Regions from separate parts of the Muntiacus reevesi genome. Here region 1 is linked to region 2. Evidence: chromatin contacts called from public Hi-C data. All regions are on one chromosome and are shown on one strand. The core of a region is the stretch at or near the end of the contact, and the rest is flanking DNA. Distances in the headings are between cores, read along the strand shown.

What was found. A called contact is a pair of places that touch in the nucleus more often than the background predicts.
Region 1: a Hi-C map of blood shows a contact between it and region 2, with 3 times the contacts expected there. The contact joins the promoter of FAM117B here to the promoter of NBEAL1 in region 2. A contact is called at or near these places in 2 of 3 Hi-C or Micro-C datasets (blood and muscle).

Annotation. Positions count from the first base shown.
Region 1 is chr3:144,800,169-144,805,321 of mMunRee1.1, forward strand. It overlaps FAM117B (family with sequence similarity 117 member B), which reads right to left and starts at 3,166. Exons shown (of 8, transcript XM_065930800.1): 1 at 2,288-3,166. The coding sequence starts at 2,888.
Region 2 is chr3:144,558,374-144,563,433 of mMunRee1.1, forward strand. NBEAL1 (neurobeachin like 1) reads right to left here and starts at 3,740. Exons shown (of 56, transcript XM_065930782.1): 1 at 3,634-3,740; 2 at 2,500-2,779. The coding sequence starts at 2,550.

The DNA of each region.
Region 1 (5,153 bases), core at 1,916-4,415, 240 kb after region 2:
CCTGAAACTTTGTAAATCAACTATGTTTCAATTAAAAATAATAAAGGACTTCTCTGGTGGCCCAAGGGTTAAGATTTCACACATCCACTTCAAGGGACACAAGTTGGATCCCTGGTCAGGGGAGATCCCACATGCCATATAGGGCAGCCAGGAAAAAAAAAAAAAGGAATAAAAAAATTTTTAAGGAAGTCTCATGATTTATCCCTTTTATTTCAGATTTAGTTTGTGCTAAGAGGACAAAATCAGAAAATACTTGTCCCACTCTGCATAGACGTTCACTAGAGTGAAACAAGAACACATTCCTGGGAAGGAAGCTATCAGAGACTCAGACGGTGTAACTCAGTAACAAGCAGTACCCCTTTTTCACACCCAAGAGAGCGCGCTCCACTGGAAGAAAAAGGTTTTATTTTTCTGGGCTTTTTTTTTGGTTTGTTTTTGTGGGGAGGAGAGGGCTAATGAAGAGAGTCCATTTTACAGCATGAATACTCTATGAAATGACAGATCTGAGAGAAAGAAGCTTTGGGAAACATGAAAAGTGGGCATATGAGGAGTCTGAGATAAGAAAAGAGCACCTTCCTCCACACATTCCCAATACTTAATTTAACCCAGGTCTCATCAGGTCGCTGCTTTTTAAGGGTCAAATAGTTGAGAGAGTAGTCAGATGTTGTTATCAGACCATCAGATCACCACTGGCTTCCTCCATCTTAACTGCCTACCTAAGTAGCTCTCCTTTCCTTCCACCTGCCACATTATGCCGGCTCCAGAAGGTTGAAGGCAAACTCAAGCAATTATGTTCACCAGATAACTCTAAGAGTTGCTTGGAAAGCTAAGCACATGTCATTCTTGGGGTGCTATATATGTCCCCAGTACTATCTTACACACCATGAAGCTTCCTCCTTGATACAATGTAAAAGACACGGTTTTGGAGTACCACCCATCAGAGTTTAAATATCCACTCCACTGCCTGCTCTCCAAAATCTCCTGTGACAGTTAAAGTAAGATCCAGGAGGTAAGTCATTCAGTAAGTAGGAGCTCAATAAGTAAGAGCTATTATTTGAGGGAGAGAGATTTTTTTTTCAACAATGTTTAAAAAAAAGCATTTTGCATGTTTGAAAGGTTTCAAACAGTACTCCTGTTTTAGTCAGAAAACAGTATCAATCATTTTTCAGGGCAATTCTCTCCCCTCAAAGTATCCACCATCTAAAATCTTTGATGAAATAAATGGTAGAAAAGATTCACCCCATTCCCTGCAATTCTGAATGAATCCTTGAAACCACTTCGTTATCATTTTTATTTGGTTAGGAAGTACTGTACCAAGTTTCCTGAAATATCCAGCCATTCTGCCTAAAAATTCTAAGAGAAGTTTCCCAAACAGGGTAAGACAACGGTAGATGCTGGCAGTATTAAAAACACAAGCTAGAAACCACACATTCCTCTTTTCAGGAGATTCTACAAAGACAGCCAGATGATAAATATTATCTCTTTCAATTTCTACAGTCTGAATTTCTCTTGAATGACTCCTGAGGAATTCAACAGCTCCATTCAGGACCTTTCCCAAAAAAGCTCCCAGGTCTAGAGAAAAACAATTTTTAGGTCCCTAAAATAACAACAAGGAGACAAACCTTTTGGTCTTGTTCTTTTTTAAAAAATGGTTTTATATCCTAAACACAAAATCAGTGTCTCAGAAATATACCAGACCCTCAAAGCCCATAAACCTCCCAAAGGAATCTTGCTAAACTTACTTCTCACTTCTTGCTAACCACTTAGTCTTAGGGAATGCTAACACACTCCCAGCCTCACGTCTCTTCAGGGACCCAACGAGACCTGCTATGCTAGTGCCCTCAAGTTCCCCAAATCTGACACCGTTCTGTGAAAGAGAAACGCTTAGCAACAAACATGTACTATACTAACATTAACCATGTCACTAAAGTGACAAATTACCCTTAGCCTCACTCCCAAGGGAGGGTAAGCAATAACCAGCGGGCGGCCAGAATCCCAGGTTTATCATTAACACATTTGCCTAGGCACAAGCTTAGCGGCTGCACCTCCACGGACCGGCACCAACTCAAGGCTGACCGAGGGATGAATGAGGCGGCCCGGGAGGGGCGGAGGGGACGCGGGGCCGGCCCGGGGAAGGCGGGGCCGCACCGCCCAGGGCCCCGCCCCAGCCCCGCCCACGGCCACCCCGGCACCGCGGTAGCGCCGCAGTCCCCGCGCGGTAGCGGCGCGCGCCCCGGACCCCTTCCCGCCGCCGCCTTTCCCTCCTCGCGCAGCCCCCAGCACGTACCTGCTTTGCAAACCGGGGCGCTCGGGCTCCTCCTCTCCGGGGAGCTTCGGCTGTGCTCCGGGGACCTCCTCCGGTGCCGGACGCGGGCTGGGGGTGGGGCCGCGCTCACCTCTCCAGTCCACAGGTGGGTGGGCGACGAGCAGGGCGACGACACGGTTCCCAGCAGCGGCGGCGGCGGCGGCGGCCGTGTGGGGCTTCCGCGGGCCCCGGGCGCGGCGGCGCGCGTGGGGCTGGTGCCTCGCGTGGACGTCGCGGACGCGCCCGTCTGCGTGGCCACCGTGGGGCTGGTGCGCGCGGCCGCACTCCCGCCGCCCCGCGTGGGGCTCGTGCTGCGCGAGGCGGTGCGCGGGGCCCCGCCGCTGCCGCCGCCGCCTGAGGGGCCTGAGGCGCCACCACAGCAGCCGCCGTTGTTGTTGCCGCCGCCGCCGCCGCCGTTGCTCCGCGTGGGGCTGCCATGTTGCTGCTGCTGCTTCAGCTGGAACGGAACCGTCGCCCTCATGGGCTGCAGGCGGCTCCCGGATCCCCCGGCCGTGGCGACCGCACTGCCCCCGAGGGAGCCGGCCGGCGTGGGGGACCCATTGCGCCTCACCCGCTGGGACATGGTCCCCCCTCCCCGGTGACTGGGCGAGACGTGGGGTGGTTTTGTTGTTAGAAGGCAGGGGGAGGATTCTCGAGGCTGGAGGGAAGGCCTCCGCGACGGGGTGACGAAGCCGGAGTCTGGGGTGCTGGGGGCGCCCGGGCCGCGGCCGGCAGCAACGAGGTGGTGCAGCCGTCGCCGCCGCTGCTCCTCCTCATCAACAATAGTGTCTCCTTCGCTGCCCCCGCCCCCCGCGAGCGCCCATTGGTGCAGCGTCAGCCGCGCTCGAGCCGCTCCACCGCGCCCATTGGCTGCGAGGAGCTCGGGTCCCGGGCCCCCGGGCCTTAGAGAACCTGGGTTTGCGCGGAGACCGTCTGCTCTTTAAAGAGAAAGAGACCCGCCCCCCCGGGGGGAGGGGGAGTGGAGGAAACAGGCTGTGTGTATGTGTAGTGTGTGCGCGCGCGCGCGTGTGAGTGTACACGTGAGTGTACACGCGTGCGCGCGCGCCTGGCCACGCGCATCTTTCCCTTCCCACTGGGGGGAGCCCTGGGGACTCAGATTCTGGAATATTGCCAAAGGGATTGCCCCCGAACCAGAGCGGTCGCCAGGGATGTCTCAAGTCTTTTCCCCCAAACTCATTTCCTTAACTCAGTATTTACTGGCACAGTCTGTGTTCCTGAGTCTCTTTCTGGCTTTTTTTTCCCCTTGATCTTTTTGTTCTGTCCTAATTCCATCAACGTCGGGAAAGGGCTCAAAGGAAAAGAAATTTAATTAATGTTACTGGTATTTTACACCTTGTCTCTCTTTTTTTTAAGCTCTGTAGAGAGCCAAACCTTAGAAAGATTAAAACTGCTGGTTAGAATGCCGTTTTAGATTGTATCAACAAAGTCCAGTGACCAAATGTTGTTGGTACATCTCCTGTATCTCAAGTAATCAAGAATTTATTTCAATCAGCCACTTCCGAGTTTCCCGATACCTTGGAAAGATGATTGTTGCCTTACAAGTTTGTTAAGTGCCATAGTTTTCAAAGGGCCTATTTTATCCTCACAGTCATTATTTGAGACAGAAGTGGACCAGCCATTCATATTTTTGTCTAGTGGAGAAAACAGGTCTTTGTAGAATGGGCAAGAAATCAGTGACACTAGTTCTCAAATAACCTGGAAGGCTCTTTATCAAGACAAAAAAGTGAACCCATACCCCACACACTCATTTTCCAAGCTATAAACTCTCTGTCCATGACCTGTTTTCCCTTTACTACTTTATTAGATAAAAATTCTAGACAGATTTCATCCTCTAAAAATATGGGAGTGGAGAGCCCAGTGTGATTTGCTCTGGACCTGAAATTCTGCTGAGTCCTATACACTGTGGCGGAGAGCCCTTGAGGACCTAGAAGAGAGATTTATATTCCAGATCCACAACAGACTCTGTGGCTCAGATAACTCACCAGCCGCTTATCCTTTATCTGTAAAATTCAGTTAAACAATACCATCTCCTTCATACAATTGTGATTTTCAACCAAGAGTTAACTGAGTGTATGGTGCATACAAAGTACTCAGTACTTTTGAGTCTCCATGTGATTCAGAGGCCCTTGTCTCTCCTTATCACACATTCCTCCTCTCTTCCCTATCAGAAAGAAAGGCCCCAGGCCTTAATTCCAGGACCTTCTTAATTTGGCTGGTGCTCTAGATAGACCTAAGTCACTACTCATCCCCATAACCTGGAATGAAGACAAAAGCAACTTCTCCCTAGACAAGGAGAAGGAAGTTGCAAACATCCATGCAGACAGTTAAAGCTAGTCTTAAAATAATGAGTAAGAGAGAAGATAAACCACAAGGCTACCCTAGAAGCTGTATCTGGCACTGTGTCCTGTGCAGAGTAGTAAAGTGAAGCTCGCTCAGTTGTGTCCGACTCTTTGCAAACGCTGGACTATACAGTCCATGGAATTCTCCAGGCCAGAATACTGGAGAGGGTAGTCTTTTCCTTCTCCAGGGTATCCTCCTAACCCAGGGATGGAACCTAGGTCTTCTACATTGCAGGCGGATTCTTTACCAGTTGAGCCACAAGGGAAGCCCAAGAATATTGAAGTGGGTAGCCTATCTCTTCTCTAGCAGATCTTCCTGACCCAGGAATTGAACCAGAGTCTCCTGCATTGCAGGCGGATTCTTTACCAACTGAACTATCAGGAAGAAAAGTAGTAACCCAGTACATATTCATTGAGTTAAACTGAGGGAGTTCCACAGCCCTAATGTCTTAGACTTCCTGATCAATTCCTTTTAAAAAAATTTTACT
Region 2 (5,060 bases), core at 2,490-4,989:
CGGGGAGGGAGAAGAGAAGGAAGTTGGGGGGGGAGAAACCACAAAATTCTGTAAAGCAATTATCTTTAAAAAATGTAAGAAAAAATTTATGGATCAGATATGTTGTCTGGGATTTCCTTTAAAATAATTCAGGGGTGGAGAGAAGGGTAGGAGGCTTATAGCTGAAACATCACTGAATATGAACTGATAGTTACTGAAGCACAGTAACAGATAATGAAAGTGTTCACTACAGTATCCTCTCTATTTGTGCCGGTTTGAAATTTCTCATAATAAAAGTTTAAAAAAGAAAGATGAACTAAAAAGTATCACATGATAATCCACAGGATAGGGATTAAAAAAAAGCTCCTTGTCCCACAGAGGTCAAAACAAATGAAAATCATATGGTGAGTTAGACAAGAATTCCCCTTGTATACACAGTACTACTTTACAAATAAGAGAACTGAGACCCAAAAGAGATAAGTCTTGAGCAAGGTCACAAAAGAAAGCAGCAGAGCCAAAACTAGACACCACAACTGCAAGCCCAAAAAGAGGTCTAAGTCCGAGCCAAGTTTAAAGAAGATCTGAGCAGTCCTGAAGTAGTCAGAAAGCCCATCAAAGGTGTAAAAAGAAAGTCTTAAATGTTAGTCAAGAGAAAAAGAGAAAGCCAGGTGGTTTGACGGGCTGTGTGCTAGACTGAAAGCCGTAAGGCTAGAAGACAGTACCACAGAAAACTGGGTATTAGGGAATCATCCTCACTAGCAAGCAAAAGAGTTAAATCTAGGATGCATATTTGGAAGCTACTTGAATTCAAGGTGTTGAAAGAAAAGAAAGTTGTTGTCTGGCTTACAAGAGCTTAATCATGAATTGCTGAAACATAAAATCATTACTTTAAATAATGATTTATGAAACCAGCTGAAAAAAATTATAATCTTATTAAGAGCACAAGTGATTTAAATCTTAAATATAAAAATGGGATTGATCTTCCAGCCCAAGCATAAGTTTCACAATTTGACCACGAAGGGGCTTCAATATTTACTCAAACATTCTCATAAAATAGTAACATTTATGTTAAGTCATTAAAAACAAAACTCTGTGTATGTCAACAAAACTGCACTATCTTTTCCATAAGCACAGTGTCCCTTGAATAAAACATGAACTCGACCTAGAAACAACACGACTAGTTAGTAAGACAGTGTAACTCCCATTTACTTCTTTGTCATTCTTAAAAGTGTAAAACTTAGTAAGTTTGATGGATTTTTAAAGGAGTCATTTTCAAACTACTGGGCACACATACTAAAACGTAAAAGACATTTTAATTTTTGGCTGACACGTGTTACTGACTATTTTCAAAAGTAATGAACTGGATTCCTTTTTTATTGAAAGAGTGGCCTATTTTTAAAAATTCATTTCTGGCATTAAATTACACAAGACTAAAAACTATTTCAAAAATCCATGTGAAATATTTCAAAGTATATGTCCTTCAGTAAGAAATACCAAACCAGGAAGTCACAGAAAACTCCAGTGTGAGCTCTAATATTTAAGATAACTGAAATCATCTGTTAAAGAATAACTTGTCCTTTAAAGAGCTCAAAGTATTGAAAGGGAGCCCTAAGGGATAAGGCAGAAACAGAAGCTGAGACCTTCACAGAGACCTAAAGTAATTTAAGTAATGAATTAGAGATGTTACTCTGACACATGCCAATATCTTCAAATGTAGTAATGTAGCTCCTTACTTGAAAAACATGTTTTTAAGTAGCACCCTTCTCCTCTAATAACACGCAATCAAAACTAACATGTAAAAATTCACACAAAGATGAAGAGTGAAAAAATAATTTTTGAGCGACTAAAGTAAAAATAGTGAAGTTATAATAGATAAGAGAACGGACTTGAATCGGCAGGGCTGACTTCCCAGCTATATTCAGAAGCAGAAGGGGCTGCTTCTTACTAACCCCTTTAAATTCTGCATCAGTTCTTCTCATTAATTAAAAAAAAAAAAACAAAGGCAGGGGGCGGGGGGAGTGGGTAATTACAATACACATTTCCCAAGACTGTTGTGAGGATCAAGGGAGACAATGGTGCTAACATCAGGGCAAGCTTACGGTAACCACTTCAAATCAATAGCCTTTTTATACAATAATCTTTTAAGAGGTTAATTATGAGAAAAATGCTTAATTCTCTTCTCATAACAATATCCCTATCCTTACTCCGAAGTGTGGGAGGAAAAACTAGCACAAACAAAAGTACAAATATTTTATTTTTCTCAAAGGTTATAATTCTACTTATATAATTTCAGGATTACTGAAGACAAATTAAAACCACACCCTACAGTTTTTAATAGCATGCCAATACTGTGTTTGTGTTCAAATCTAATAAAGTGGAAAAAAAGAAAATTCCGTGTTCTTAAAGTCAATACTGAGAATAAATATGCCATTATCCATTAAATAAACTGCTGATAAGGCAAGTCACAAAATTTTATAACAAAGTATTTTAAAATTAGAAGTAAAAAAGGAAAGCAGTTACCTTTGCACAATAAAGCATCCAAAGTTCAAAGAGTCTCTCTCTAGATGCCATTCTGCCTTTCACTCTGGCACTTTAATTTTTCCTCAAAAAAAAAAAAAAGTTCAAGACCATAGAGTGTTCATTTTATTTTCCAAGTTTTTCAGCCGTTACAGTAAAGCTCAAAGCAGTAAGGAAAACAAAAAGAAGTGGAACAAATGGACTCCCTTCTGGTCAATAAAATTCAGTTTCAGCAGTTTCTCCAACCTATCATCATCGGTGGTCGCTGGATAATTATAAAAATCTGTGAAAGAGAAAAACATGCAAGGATTTGCTTTAAAAAGAGGCTATAATAGTTAACTGCAGGTTTATCAGAACTAGAAATTTATCTACATCACGTCCACGAACAACAGGCTAAGCTTTTACAACTGACTGAATTTCACAGAAACTTGTTTCAGGAAAACATCACAACTAATGCAGTATTTCATATCAACATAAAGTCAGAATCCCCTAGAACTCAAAGATGAGTACTCATAACAAAGAATTTGTCCAATGATAATAAGCAGCAAAAATGCCACTCATAGACTTGCTATAAACTTAAGAAAGAGCACAACTTACTACTAACACATTGCAGACATAGAATCCCTCAGAATTTTACAGTCGGCTTCTTAAAACTTGTTGGGAATGTTTGCTGTTGTGTTGCAGGGCAGGGCGTGGGGAGGAGGGTGAAGAATTCCTGGTCTGTTTGTTTGAACAATCCTCAGACAGTAAACGTCGACCAGCCCACCTAGCCTCTCCACCTCTCCACCCAGTAAGAAGAAAGGATCACAAACGCACCAGTCAGGAAAACACCCTGGGAAAGGCTCCAAGTGTTTGGGGGATCTTTAAATTTCCACCTCGCAGCCCAGACAACCGAAAGGGAGGCAAACTTATCTGTGCCAAGCTGCCAAGAGATTTGGAGAGGAGACAAGAAGAGCTGGGCGTCCCCCGACCCGCTATCCACGCCCTCCCGACCGCACCGGGACACGCCCCGGTCAACCTCGCCCCCTCACGGCCGCCCCTCACTCTAGCGCGCGTTCGCCACCAAGCACCCGGGCCCCCCCACTTCTGCCACGCGGCCCTCGCTTCCTATGACCCGCTACCCATCACCGCGCTCACTTTGGGGGGACTGTGCCGCCGCCGCCGCCGCCGCCAAGCCGCCGTCTCACTCGCTTCCCTCGCCCCCTTCCCAAGCCAAACCCCGTGTCACCCCGTAGCCAGGCGGGCGGGCGGGAGAGGGAGGCGGGGCGGTGACGGGTCGAGGCGGGGCGCGAGGGCTGGGAGGGGCCAGGGGCGGGACTGCCCTTTCGGCTAATCACTCCGGCCCTTAAGGCTTTACCCGCCCCGGGTCACTAGCTGCTCATTGGCCGCAAAGGCTGGAAGGGGCGGGATTATCTGGCGCCTCGCCCCTGCATACCTGCGCAGGCTCAGTCGGCCCGGCTCCAGAAGCCCCGGCCGCGGTCCCCGGCGGAGCTCTCCAGACTTCCCCGAGCTGGACGAGTTGCAGGACAGACGTGCTTACGTCCACCGCCCGCCTCTGCTGCAGACTGGCAGACTGAGCGTAGAGCTGTCGGCGTCATTTCCGGGAGTCATCTGAGGGCAGGGAACCCTACGGTGATAACTGAAGGGGGTTTCATTTTGACTTATTTTTGTTAAAAAAGGGGATTGGTCGGGGGAGTGTGTCGTGAGAACATACACCTGCTCCCACATCCCCCGCCCCAAAATCCTTTCCTTTAATCGTGTTTGCGCCAAAGCCCCGTGCCAGACTTTCGCTGTCGCTGAGTGTCAAATGCAAAACTACTGAAGGCTTCAAAAGGGTTTTGCTCTTACAAGAAAGGAAACAGTAGGAAAACGGCAGCATTCACTAGAGATAGAGAGGTCGGTAACTTTGCGCGGGACGGGGTTGGAGGGGGTTAAGGAGAGGGGAAGACGCATGCGATTGGTAGTAGCTGTTGTTGAATCGCCGAGTCGTGTCTGACTTAGCGACCCCATGCACTGTAGCACTGCCAGGTTTCCTGTCCTTTACCATCTCCTGGAGTTTGCTCAAACTCATGTCCATTGAGTCAGTGACACCATCCATCCAACTCACCCTCTGTCGCCCCTTTCTCCTGCCCTGGATCTTTCCCAGCGTCAGGGTCTTTTCTAATGGGTCCGCTCTTCACATCAGCTGACGCAAGTATTGGAGCGTCCTTTCAGCTTCAGCATCAGCCCTTCCAAGGAGTATTTAGGTCTGGTTTCCTTTAGGATTGACTGGGTAGATCTCCTTGCTATCCAAGGGGCTCTCAATCTTCTCCAACAGCACAGTTTGAAAGCATCAATTCTTCGATGCTCCGCCGCTTTTATGGTCCAGCTCTCACAGCTGAACACGACTGTTGGAAAAACCAAATATTTGACTATACGGATCTTGTTGGCAAAGTGATGTCTTTGCTTTTTAATATGCTGTCTAGGTTTGTCATAGCTTTCCTTCCAAAAAACAACCGACGGCTGCAGTCACCATCTGCAGTGAAGAAAATAAAATCTGTCACTGCTTCTACTTTTTCCCCTTA